Regions from separate parts of the Dromaius novaehollandiae genome. Here region 1 is linked to region 2. A link is a contact called in public Hi-C data. All regions are on one chromosome and are shown on one strand. Each heading gives the region's core, a stretch centred on a gene start, on an enhancer-like site or on the middle of the called end of the contact. The rest is flanking DNA. Distances are from core to core; before and after follow the strand shown.

Region 1 (5,795 bases), core at 870-3,369, 65 kb before region 2:
TAACAGAGTTATTTTTCCATTTTAAAAGATAACTTCATCCTTTTAAGGACAAAAGGGGCAAAAGAAAAACAGATTGTGCTGTGCTCAGATAATATACCTAAAACTGACAAGTTCCGAGGAACTAGTTAAACAGCACTCCCTGGATCTGCGCTCCGAATGGCCACACTGGTGCAGACACATTTTTGCCTTAATTGTTGTTTTCAGTTGAGCTTGTTGCATACAAGTGTCCAAAAGCCAAGTTAATCAACATCGCTAGAGAAGAATATCTATATAGGAGACAGGAGCTGTGCTATGTTCAGACAGGAGTTTACTGTTGTGTTACTAACAAAGCAACTACGCTTTTGGCAAGAAAATTTCAGTTTAGTTATTACCAGGCTTCCAGTTTATTCCTGAAAAATACATGCTCAGATTAATGCTACAATAGCCCAAATGAAGTGATGTATACACAGACTTTTTGTGCTGGCACTAAGCTAACTCTTACCAGCTCTGACTTACATTTTAGATGCTGTGATACTTAGATAGTGCTCCAAGTCACTGTGCAAGAGAGGCTATCATTTTTGTACAGACAGAGATATGGAAGATATATTTAGGTATTTTAAATGCATCTTAACTACTGATGTTACTGCCACTTTCAAGTCTGACTGACATAGTTTATCTTACTTGAAAAAATATATGCATGCCTAAAGTGTTTTACATTTTACTTGAGACAATCAAATTTCTCCTTAAATAAGATACCCTTCCCTTTATTCTTGCCACTATAACCACATTTCAATTATGCTTAAGCTGTGCAAGAAACAGTTGAAATACCACACACTTCGCCAGTGATTCCAGTTTGTTCCGCATTAGTTTTGCTCCAGGATCTCCACTCTAATATCAATGGTTAAGAAACCATCAATTTGCAGCAAGACCAAGTGAGCATGACATTAAAAAGGGGATTACATGAAGATTTAGACAAAGAAAACGCTCATGTCCAGTGTCTGCGTTTCAACAGTAGGTGGTGCGACAGGATTAGATGCTTGTCTCGAGACTTCCGTATCAAGTACGGAAAAACAGGAACAGTACTAGTAAGAAAGACACGTTCATGCTATTCCTCTCAGTTTATATCGACTCAATTATGATACACCACAATATATACTAAACATGCAGTAGTATCCTGTATAATACTAGTCACTGAATATGACACACAAGCTTCAGGAAGTCATTAAACATGCTTTATGTTAGACCTGTTACAAGGGGCACTTTTACTACTGTATGGCATTATGCAGAACTGTGATTCTGTATTGCTGTAAAATCTGAGATTAAAATCCTACTATAAAAATCTAAGACAAAATTATCAGCTGTATTTTGCAATTTCTTGTACATAAATCATTGCAATGAACGTTTAAATATGACTTGTTTGGAAGTGTTTCATTGCAGTATCACCTCAAACAGAGCAGCCCAGACAAAAAATCTGAAGTTATTTGTGTGACAAAAAAAATTTTCTGCAACATCTGAACTTTACAGAACAAATCTGACAGCTTTTTTAAAACTTTCCACCTTGCTTTCTGAAAGTGTTTTTTTTTTGTTTGGTTGGTTGGGGTTTTTTTTTTTTTTTAAGATGGATCAACACACCAGAAAACTAATCCATACTAGTCAGATTCCTCTTCTAAATAGTCTCTCAGCAAAACTAGGTACAAAAAAACCCCCAACAAAACAACAACAACAAGGAAAAGAGCTAATGTACAAATACTGCAGGTTAAGCTTGTATGACTTAGCAAGCTGAAGTTTTGCAATTCAAAGGCAGCTAGCAGAACAAATGTAACTTATCAACTGCATTTTATTGTTTAAAGATGAATGGCATGCTTGATTCCTACTGTGCTGGGCTCTAAGTTCATCTATTTCAACAGTGCAGGGAAAAAAAAATCCTGTTTTATTTGCAGTAATTTCCACTCAAGAGGGATAGAGACAAGCACGTGAAAATGCCTCAATTTATTCTTGTACTGCATGTTCCATAAACATATTTCCAGACACCCTGGCTTCTTTGCAAAAATCTGTATTGGGCACTGCTGTAAGCCAGCTTCATACTCAAAACACATTCAGCGAGTGCAAGTTCTAGCATGTGCAGTTTCAGAAACAAATCAAATAAAGGTCCTGTGTGCAGGTGGCCTGTGTTTGTTTTTTCCCTTAATTCTTCTACTGCTGAGTGCTTTCCTATAAAGCTTCTGTTAAATTAATTATTCATGCACTCGAATGCATTTTTCAAGAGGCCAGTTTGAGGAGGAAACTTTAAGTTGTGACACAGGAACATTAAGCAGTTACTGAAGTAGTAATAATGTTTTTTGTTTGTTTGTTTGTTTGTTTTAAATAAGTGTTCAAAAAAAAGCACCGTTCCCTAAGCAAGGAACAGTACAGAAATAAATAAAAAGCTTCTGAAGACAGAGGCAGGAAGATGTATGAACAAGAGTACTGCAAACAAGTACAAGAAGAGGATATTTAGTGAACCATTTATTACAAAAACAACAAGCAACGGTCCCTCAAAATAACAGGCTTTCATCAGTTATTTAATCTAGTCACTGAAGGAGAATACTAGAAATATCACATTCCTCTGCAGTGCAGTAATATGTTGGCAATTCTTCAGAAAAAGCTCGATGCAACAATTACATTACATCAAGTACATTAATGTATCTCTTGTACTGGAGTGGAAATAAGCAAGGACCAAAGCTCATCTTTCAGAAAGTTCTAAAGTCAGATTTCATATCCTAACTCAGGTCATCCTCCCCTGTGACTCGCACATAGGTGATTATTGTTTAGAATAAAGGAAGGCTTCCTTTATATTGCACTGGAGCCTACAGTAGGACATAAATTAGATAAAACACGCTCCAGGTGAAGCGAAGCTGCAGGAACCTGAAGACTATCTCAGTCTTGTGATGACTACACCTTCATCCTCCTGCTTTACAAGTTCCAATTTAGTTCTTCTCAGAAACACTGATGTCCTAAACCTCCTCACAAGGGAGCTGTATCAGACAGATGCTGCCAGTACTGCCTCAAGATGCTTCCAAGAAGAATCAGCACAGTTTGATTTAATAGTTACATTTACATAACAGTGCCAGCTTTCCTATTTCCTCTAAAAGGCAAAAGATGCCTTCTCAGTAGAGAAGCCTTTTAAGACACTTAAAAATTCAAATCAAGAGAATAAATATATGCCTGTATTTTGTAAGGCACCAGTAGCAGCTAATTTGGGATGACATTAACACTAGTTGTATTTTAAAGTTAAAGATATATATACTAGTTTGGAGATTAAATGTCCACTGTTTCAAACCATATTCAGACATTTCACATCTAGGACTGAGCAAAGAACAACTGGAAACAACTCATGGAGCTATATAACACTTTGAAACTTTGGGTAGACTAAGTGCACAAGGTGTGTTCTGAAGTGTGGGGTTTTTTTGGGGGGGGGAAGGACAGGTATTTGCATGAAACACTAACACTAGCAAAAGTAGTTGCTTTGAACTTTCATTGCTTTATCTACTCAGTATAACAACTTTTGGATTCTTGTCTTACATTCTTCTGAAATTTCTGCAAGCATTACAAAGACCTGAGTGCTCTTGTTTTAGGAGTATTAAACTTTGCAACTTTTAAAAATAGTTTGAAGCATGACAAAAGCCTACTCAGCCGTCAGGAGGTGGTCTTTGTAAAGTGAGGGGCACTAAGTCTTCAAGAAAAGACATTGCTTTTTGGTACCTATAGAAAGGAGGAAGTAAATCATGGACAGAAACTGGATTTGCCTATTGTTTCCAGCCGACTAATGTTAACATAGTTGTTTATAGATGCTATTCTGAGCACTGTAAAGCAGTAGCAATCCTAAGACACTTCTAATGGCTGCAAACTTCCCAGATTACCTGATTAACCTGATTACCTGATTCAGCAGCATTTGTTATGCTGAATATGAAAATGAATATGAAAATCTGCACTCAATTCCTTAAATCGGGTCACTCATTGCACCAGAAACAAAGCTAACAAGATGGAATACTCTCGGAAGCCAGAAGTCAAGGGAGACGTGTGTTCTACAGAATACTGGAGGTAACATAGTACTTTGAATAAAGATCATTAAAGTCATCCTAAAATTTTGACATCCCCCCCCCCCAAAACCCTCAAAACATCACACCTCTAAGGTTACCAAACCAGAGTTTAATCCATCAGTCTACTTTTATGTCATTCACTGTAACAGGTTGCAAATTGCCTCACAGCCAAAGAACATTACACTTTTATTTCTCATGATCCATTTGACTTAAGACTAACAGGAAATTTATTCCAAACAAGAGATTTTATGCTGAACCTTATATAAGGCTTGCAGAATATTAATCATCATCTATCCCATGGTAAGTAAGCTCCTTGTTAATGAAATGTAAAAAGAAGGAGGAAATATAGCAACCTTTTCCCCTAGCATATGTAGCCAAAGCTCAAGGCAAACTGATTTTGCTGAATTCAGATTACAAAATCTTGCAGCTCCTTTCTAGGTTCAAAATGTGAATTGACCATTCTGTACACATATGACTGAGTACCCGAGACAGAGGTCTGTATTTGGCACCATGACACACATTGCTTTAGGCAGCTCCCAAGGACAGTCAGGAAGCAAGAACTGGCTGGAGTGGAAACACTAGCTGGGAAGTCTAACCCATGCAATCAGAGACTTCCAGAGAAAGGAAGACCTGCAAGATTCCTGAGCCCTCACAAATTTCCTGAAAAAACTGATTAACTAGACAAAAGGCCCTTCAGATGCATTAAATCATTAGGTCTCTCTCTCAAATCAGGTAGCTTCTTCCCTGGCTGCAACTGCAAGAGAAGCTAACAAACTCACCAAAAAAAAAGGAACAGGCAGAGAAGCAGCCTGATGAGCAGCGATTTTGTTAGTAAAAATCATGAAGCAGGTCAATGTCCTTTCAAAACCTACTCAAGATGAACCAAGGCCCTCTCCACAGCCACCTCGCACCAACGTCCTTCCAGCAGGGAAGGCACTGACCCCCATCCCCCCTTCAGTAGCAAGTTCTGGCTGGATAACATTAAGGTCAGACTGAGGCCTTCAGGTGCCTGGCAATGTGTGTATCATACTACAGACACATATACTTCATGGAAACCCATGTACTGGTTGCCCCCTTCCCACATCTCCAGAGAAGGATACAGGAGCTTTAAGGTCACTTTTACACAGATTAGCTACTGTAATGAAACACTACAGATACAGACTTAGGAAAGGAGTTTGGTTAGACTGGACTCATGGGTGGAAGGACAAATAAAATCTTGGACAAGTGAGTACATGAGGAAACTGCTTTTAGGATCCCTAAAGAGGCTGGCTGTTCTGGAAAGAAGAAAAAAACATAGGAGGGGCTGAAACTAGATTTTAACCTTATCTGCAGACTCTCTGGTGCATTTGAGATTTGATCAAGAGAATGCACACCAATGGCAGATACTCTTCAGGGTAACTCTCCAGACCAGCATTATGGGAAAATTCTGACAGTTTCAGGTCAGAGAACCCAGAGGTTATGCTCGCTTTTTAAAGTATTTCATTTCCTCTTGGCAGCATGTCAATTCAGCTTTAAGAAGTCACATGGTAGATTGCTGGAATGATACAAGCTGAACAGTGGTTTGCAGGAATAAGGTTTGGATTAGCTCCTAGGTTCAGCATCAGAACAGAAACTCAAGAATGAGAACGCTTATCAAAGCTAAACTGTTCTGGTTCTGCTTCACTAGTATTGTGAGAGGCTATACCAAAAAGTCCTGAAATACAAAGTTTTCCATACAGCTGGAAATGGATAGGTAAC
Region 2 (5,603 bases), core at 2,277-4,776:
ATCCAACTTTGCTGTATTTAAATCCTCCATGTCTTATATTTACATCAAATGCAATATGATCTGGCATGATACTCTCCAAATATATGAGCTAATCTTCTTTCCATTTTCCTGTGAAAAACTAAGGGTGTTTTTACAATTTCTGCATAATGTCATCTGTGTTTTTGCAGAGAGTTAAATGTTTCACTTCTCAGGGTAGCAAAAGAATTTGAACATTGCCATGGGAATTATTGTTCTTATAACTTCTTTATAAACTGCTCCAAAATTTCTATCTTATTCTTAATGACTCGTACCTATAAAGTGCTCATAGAGTTATTCAGGGACCCATTTGAAGTTCAGTAATAAAATTGGATAGAAGTATGTGATGTATTAGATGAAGTATCATATGTTCTGTTTTAATGCTGAATGCTGAATATATATCTAGATATATGTATACATATGTACGTGTATATATATGTATATAGTGCCTGAATGTCTTCCTGTCAGATATGGAATTTAATTTGTTTTAACTGATTAAAGAAGGCTCCAAATAAGCAGTTCTAGTAGAGCTATCCATTAGTCATCTCATGCAGGGGTAGAGTGATGTGCTAAAGGTAGAAACCTCTGGAAGAATGTCTGTTGATACCTTGAGAAAGAGGTTGGATTGTTTGGAATATCTGCCGTCATCAGAAAAAACACAGGACTGAAAACCTCTATATTGCAGATTTTTATCAACAGCTTCTATGCATGCTAATATTCTTTTTTCCTGCTCAAACTTCATTTTTTCTCTACTTACAGTCCCTTTTCATTTAAGTGTAATCTGATTTATCTTAATGAGTGGGATAAATTGTTTTATATGCACCTCTTTTTTTCAGCTCTTCAGTCTGTCTTCCCTCTCTTATTCCATAAGATTCTTTCATGGACTCTTTCTTACCAAAATTCTGTTCTTGGAGGATGGAAATGGAAGGAATAATGGCCATGCAGGGAGTTCACATTCAACTGACCGTATTCATATCAATATAGATATGAATTGACCCATAGGTTGGCAAGTTATTCTCAATTATTTTAAATATGACTGAAACTGGCTGCCAGGTTCAAAAACTGTATTTGGACAGACAGAAAGACAGAGACCTGCAGTATAATCGCAAAAACAAAATTATTTTAGGAAGCAGGGAAATGAAAAATGCCTAAATTTGGCACAGATCCAAGTGTTTTGTAAAATCTTAATTTTTACCTGCTCAGCAGAAATGGTTTACATTTCAGCAGATAGCTTTTTGTATGCAGTCATCTCCACAGCTGCAAATAGTAATCAGAGATTTTTGTTTTCCTGGCTAACTATGATAGTCTATTGTGATAGTGGGCACGGAAGTAGTGGACAGGCAGAGTCTCTCTCAGGTTTTTTCTTGTACAAGAAAAATATGCATCTGTAGCTTGAGAAAGGGAAAAGCTCAAGGAGTCAAGATGAGGATGTAGGAAAAGGAGAAAATACAGACTTAGAGGCAGAACCATTTAGAAGTAACTGGAAAGGACATTCAAATTAGGACAGTCTTGGAGACTGACCAATACTTAAAGAAAGATTTACGGAGTCAAGCACTAAAAACCTCTAAAACATCAGAATTAAAAGTCCATGTGAAACACAGTACCATCTACGTATGCATTATGATAGTCTGTGTTCAAAGCACAGCTCACATGAAAATCGGTGGCAGTTTTTGGTATTCAGCATTTTGGAAAAATCCAAACATCAGTATCTTAAGGTCCAGGATATCTAGTTCGTTATCAAAAAGAAGGAAAGCATAATTAGTGACCATCTAAAAATGTTTGATTGAAATGATGTGACCAGCTTTAGCAATGCTTCAGCAGGGACAGAGACAATGAACTTGTATATGCTCAATTTAATTGATTCTAGCCTGGTTGCATCTCTGTTCCTTCAGTTCCCTCCCTCCTTCTTTATACATTATATGCATACTATGTACACAGTGTATGCATCAAATAAATCAGAAGAATTTATAGACAACTCATTTCCTCTAAAGCATTGATTCCTTCTAAAAACAGTATATTCCATCCACTGAGCAAGGCAACCTTAAGGTTCTTTTCACACAGATTTTGGGTGTAATTCATACAATTCATCATAATTTCTAAGGCAATATAGTGACATCCATTACTGTGCAAAGACTTATATAAAAATAATATCCTGATGGAGAAAATACAAAGTAGTATGAGCCATTTATCTGCTTCCACTGCAGATACAGGGAGCTGAAAAGTGAATGATGGGAAAGAAAAGGAAAACATAAATAAGAGTTCTTTTGTTAAAAAGATAAAAGGCCTTGGAGTTATTGCACAAGCCAAAAATTCACCATGTTAACAAAGATGCCCTTACTCCTAGGTGAATTCCTGCCTTTTAAAAAAAATCCTGTACACATATTAGTACTACTGTTTGTATCTACATATTGCTAGGCCAGATTTCTTCTCATTTACATCTGAAAAGCTATTGGTTGTTGAAGAATTATTCCAGATTTATAGAGGTGTAGATGAGAAGCAAAAGTCTGCCCATCTGTTTTAATTTGGATAGATTTGCTGAAAGATTAACTAGATAAATCGTCTTAATAAAATACTTAAACAATATCAGGTTCAAATTCTGCTGGCCTGACCTTCATGACAACAGATTTCAAAGAATACCACCAGCCATGCCAAGAGTACCAAACAACGCCGTTGTCTGTCCGCGCAGTGTAGGGCCCTTTGTAGTACAAGCCGTTCAAGTTGGCAGAGTGACACCTGGCGGAAAGAAAAGGAAAGACATAAATAAGAACTGGGTGAAAACGTGCGAACATTTGCAGTTTCTGTGCGAGTCACAAGATCACCACGTTGATAAGGGGCCAGTCTGACAGCTGCAGAAATTTGCATTTGTGGACTTCAATGCCCCGAAACAGTAACAGTTGAATCAGGGCACCATTGCAAGTGAATCAAAAGGTCTTTTTGTTCCTTGCACTCTTTCTCTGACATATCTAGGTCTCTGAGTCTTGCCTGCTAATCTGTTTCAGCAGAGAATGATTCCAGAGTTGTTCAGGTCGTGTGCAGCAGCATGGCATGTTAGAAGCAAAACTCTGGGAAAGAAAGTGTACTTCTTTTTGTTGTTTCCAAGTAACTCCTCTAAGTTGTGCGGTTATCCCCACATGGTGTTTCATATGACAAAATTTAAATACCACCATCAGTTTGCCTGTTGAACTGCTGGCTTCTATTTACACATACATTAAATCTCACAGCTCATTAAACATACATATTCCAATTCACTGGATTATCAGAGCTGGCATTTTATTTGACTACACAAAGTACATTCTTTTTTGGTTCTTTAATACAAGGAAACAGAAATACTGTTACAGTGTATTAAATACAGTGGTAATTGTAAAAAAACTTTGCAAAACCTAAAAGCTTGATGAGGTATCAGTACAGCCTTGATATTCATTTGGTTTTTATGAGAAAGAAGGAAGTTTAGATGATTACGTGACCATATGGAGAGCAAAACAGCTGTTTCTTTTGCAGCACATTGTAATGAATCAGCTTATCTGCCAACTGAGTATTTTGGTTTTAGTGCTGTTAATACCTAGCTGTCAAGCACCGTGATGGATTTCAAAAGCAGACTTCAGAAAATATTCAAACAGAAAACAGTGCAAATGACCCTTATGGATATTATTACTGGCAAATCTTAGTCTCTTTGGCTTTGCTTACAGTTTATTAACAACTGTTAGGGAGAATTGAAATAGAAAAACTGACAAAAGCCTCATAGGAAAATTCTCATATATATATGCTTGTTCATTGCTTACAGTTTTTAAGCTGAATTTTGGTTATGTGTTAGTTGAAAGCTTAAAATCTGCAGATATCAAACGTGACTTTGCTTTTGAGAATGACCAGCTTGTGTCAGAGCTGAATCTTTATAGCCATACAAACTTTGTGTTGAGCAGGCATATGTTTACTTTGAATACAAACAGATTTCCTTAGAAGAATTGTAATTGGTAAGAGGTATCTAGATCAACCGAATCCCTTCTTTTCCTTCTTTTGATGGAAACAGGCAAAAGTTGATTTTGTCAGCAGAAAAATGAGCTGGTAGCAACTCTTAAATTAGAAGCACTAGTAGCAAAAATACACAATATTCTGTAATGGACTGAATGCAGTTTGAAGTAAGTGGACATGCAAAAGAAACAACTGGCATGTAATTACTGGCACAATAGTTTGAAGCAGCACTCATTGTTGACAAGTCAGTAAACACCTTAAAGTTATCCTGTGTTTTCCTTTCTTTTTGATAAGCTAATTTGTAAAGATAAAAACTGTAAGACAATAGTTTCAATAGTACAGTCCACTCTCAGCTACCAATGGACAGTTTATGTGAGCTCTATGTTAACTGTCTGACAGACGCAGAGAGATGGAGTTGGTTCCCTGAAGAACCATTTGAATTCTGTCTGGGCTTACTAACTCCAGGACAGCCCCACATGAATATACCTGTGCTGTCTCCAGGTGAGGCAGCAAGCCTGAGCTAGTAAGATCTGTGGCCCCAGCTTGATGCGTGGCAGACCACTTTGAGCATCCATGCTCTATGTGACTAAAACTAGGCATGCTGGGGAAAGATTAAGGTCATGTCCAGCTAGACTTGTTAGCTTGGATCTTACCAGATCTGAACTGACTGACCTTCACAGTGCCCTGGATATAGGAAGGCTTACGAACTGGGTGTCCTACCAGAGTGAACTTAGCTCTGTGGATTTGCATCCAAGATGAAAATCTCTTCCAGAGCTTTCCTTACAACATAATGCAAAGAGAGGACATTTTTCTCCAGAAGTTTAGGCAAACAAGTGCTGAGCTGTAGCAAGTAGACCTGGGTTATTTCCATGTGTCTTCACTTGTATCACTTCCCCTGGTATTCATATTATCTGCATATTTTTATATTTCATTAGTCCAGATAGCATGGAGCTGCCTACAAAAAAATCCTTCATAGCTGGGAGCTCCTATACAAACCAGCCAAGAGCACTAATTCCCTCTATGTTTGCTAATCTGTGCATGACAAATACATGTTCTGAGTGCTTTCTTTTCACTGTGCCTGCCAGTACTGTTCCTGTAGGATTTCAATGTACTGAAATTTTCTAGTATTTTGCAGTATTCAGTTTTGTGTTAGGCTTAACATTAAAAGAAAGTCAGTAGCAAGCCAGTGGAATAACACGGTTAGCAACTTGTTTTCATTATCTAAATGGACTCTAAATTTAAGAGCAATGAATCCATAGCCATAATAGGAACTAGCCTGGTAGGAGCTAGCTATCTTTAGTAATTACATAGCAGCAGCTACAAGGTATTAATAACTAGCAAGGTCTGCCATAAATCTACTTTTGCAAAGGGGTTGATTCTTTTGTCTTGGCCAATCCCAAAAAGCACAAAATTTTAAGAGAGAAAAATTTGTGCAGTTGATTAAAAGTGATCGGTGATTCACTGTTCTTGAACTCTGTCATGGTGTTACAGTTTTGTAGTACTTGAGGTCTGGATATTCCTCTAAACCCATAAAAATTGTGATTTTGTGGGAAAAGGGTCTCCAACACAGTTCCCTTTCCCTTTTGTGTTATAGCTGTCACGAGGACTGCAAAAAATTTAGT

What was found. Hi-C and Micro-C count contacts between places; a contact is called where the count stands out from the background.
Region 1: a contact with region 2 is called in a Hi-C map of brain, with 3 times the contacts expected there. The contact joins two enhancer-like sites. A contact is called at or near these places in 2 of 4 Hi-C or Micro-C datasets (brain and ovary).

The regions. Positions count from the first base shown.
Region 1 is chr4:55,160,840-55,166,634 of bDroNov1.hap1, reverse strand. The region is part of intron 3 of MTUS1 (microtubule associated scaffold protein 1); the gene reads right to left. Among named protein-coding and RNA genes, the nearest start is that of MTUS1, 45 kb to the right of the region's middle. Within about 2 kb of position 2,119, at least 1 of the 2 cell types and tissues checked has open chromatin away from gene starts, as enhancers often do.
Region 2 is chr4:55,097,539-55,103,141 of bDroNov1.hap1, reverse strand. It overlaps FGL1 (fibrinogen like 1), which reads right to left. Exons shown (of 10, transcript XM_064511083.1): 10 at 1-2,748. The coding sequence ends at 2,589. Among named protein-coding and RNA genes, the nearest start is that of MTUS1, 18 kb to the left of the region's middle. Within about 2 kb of position 3,526, at least 1 of the 2 cell types and tissues checked has open chromatin away from gene starts, as enhancers often do.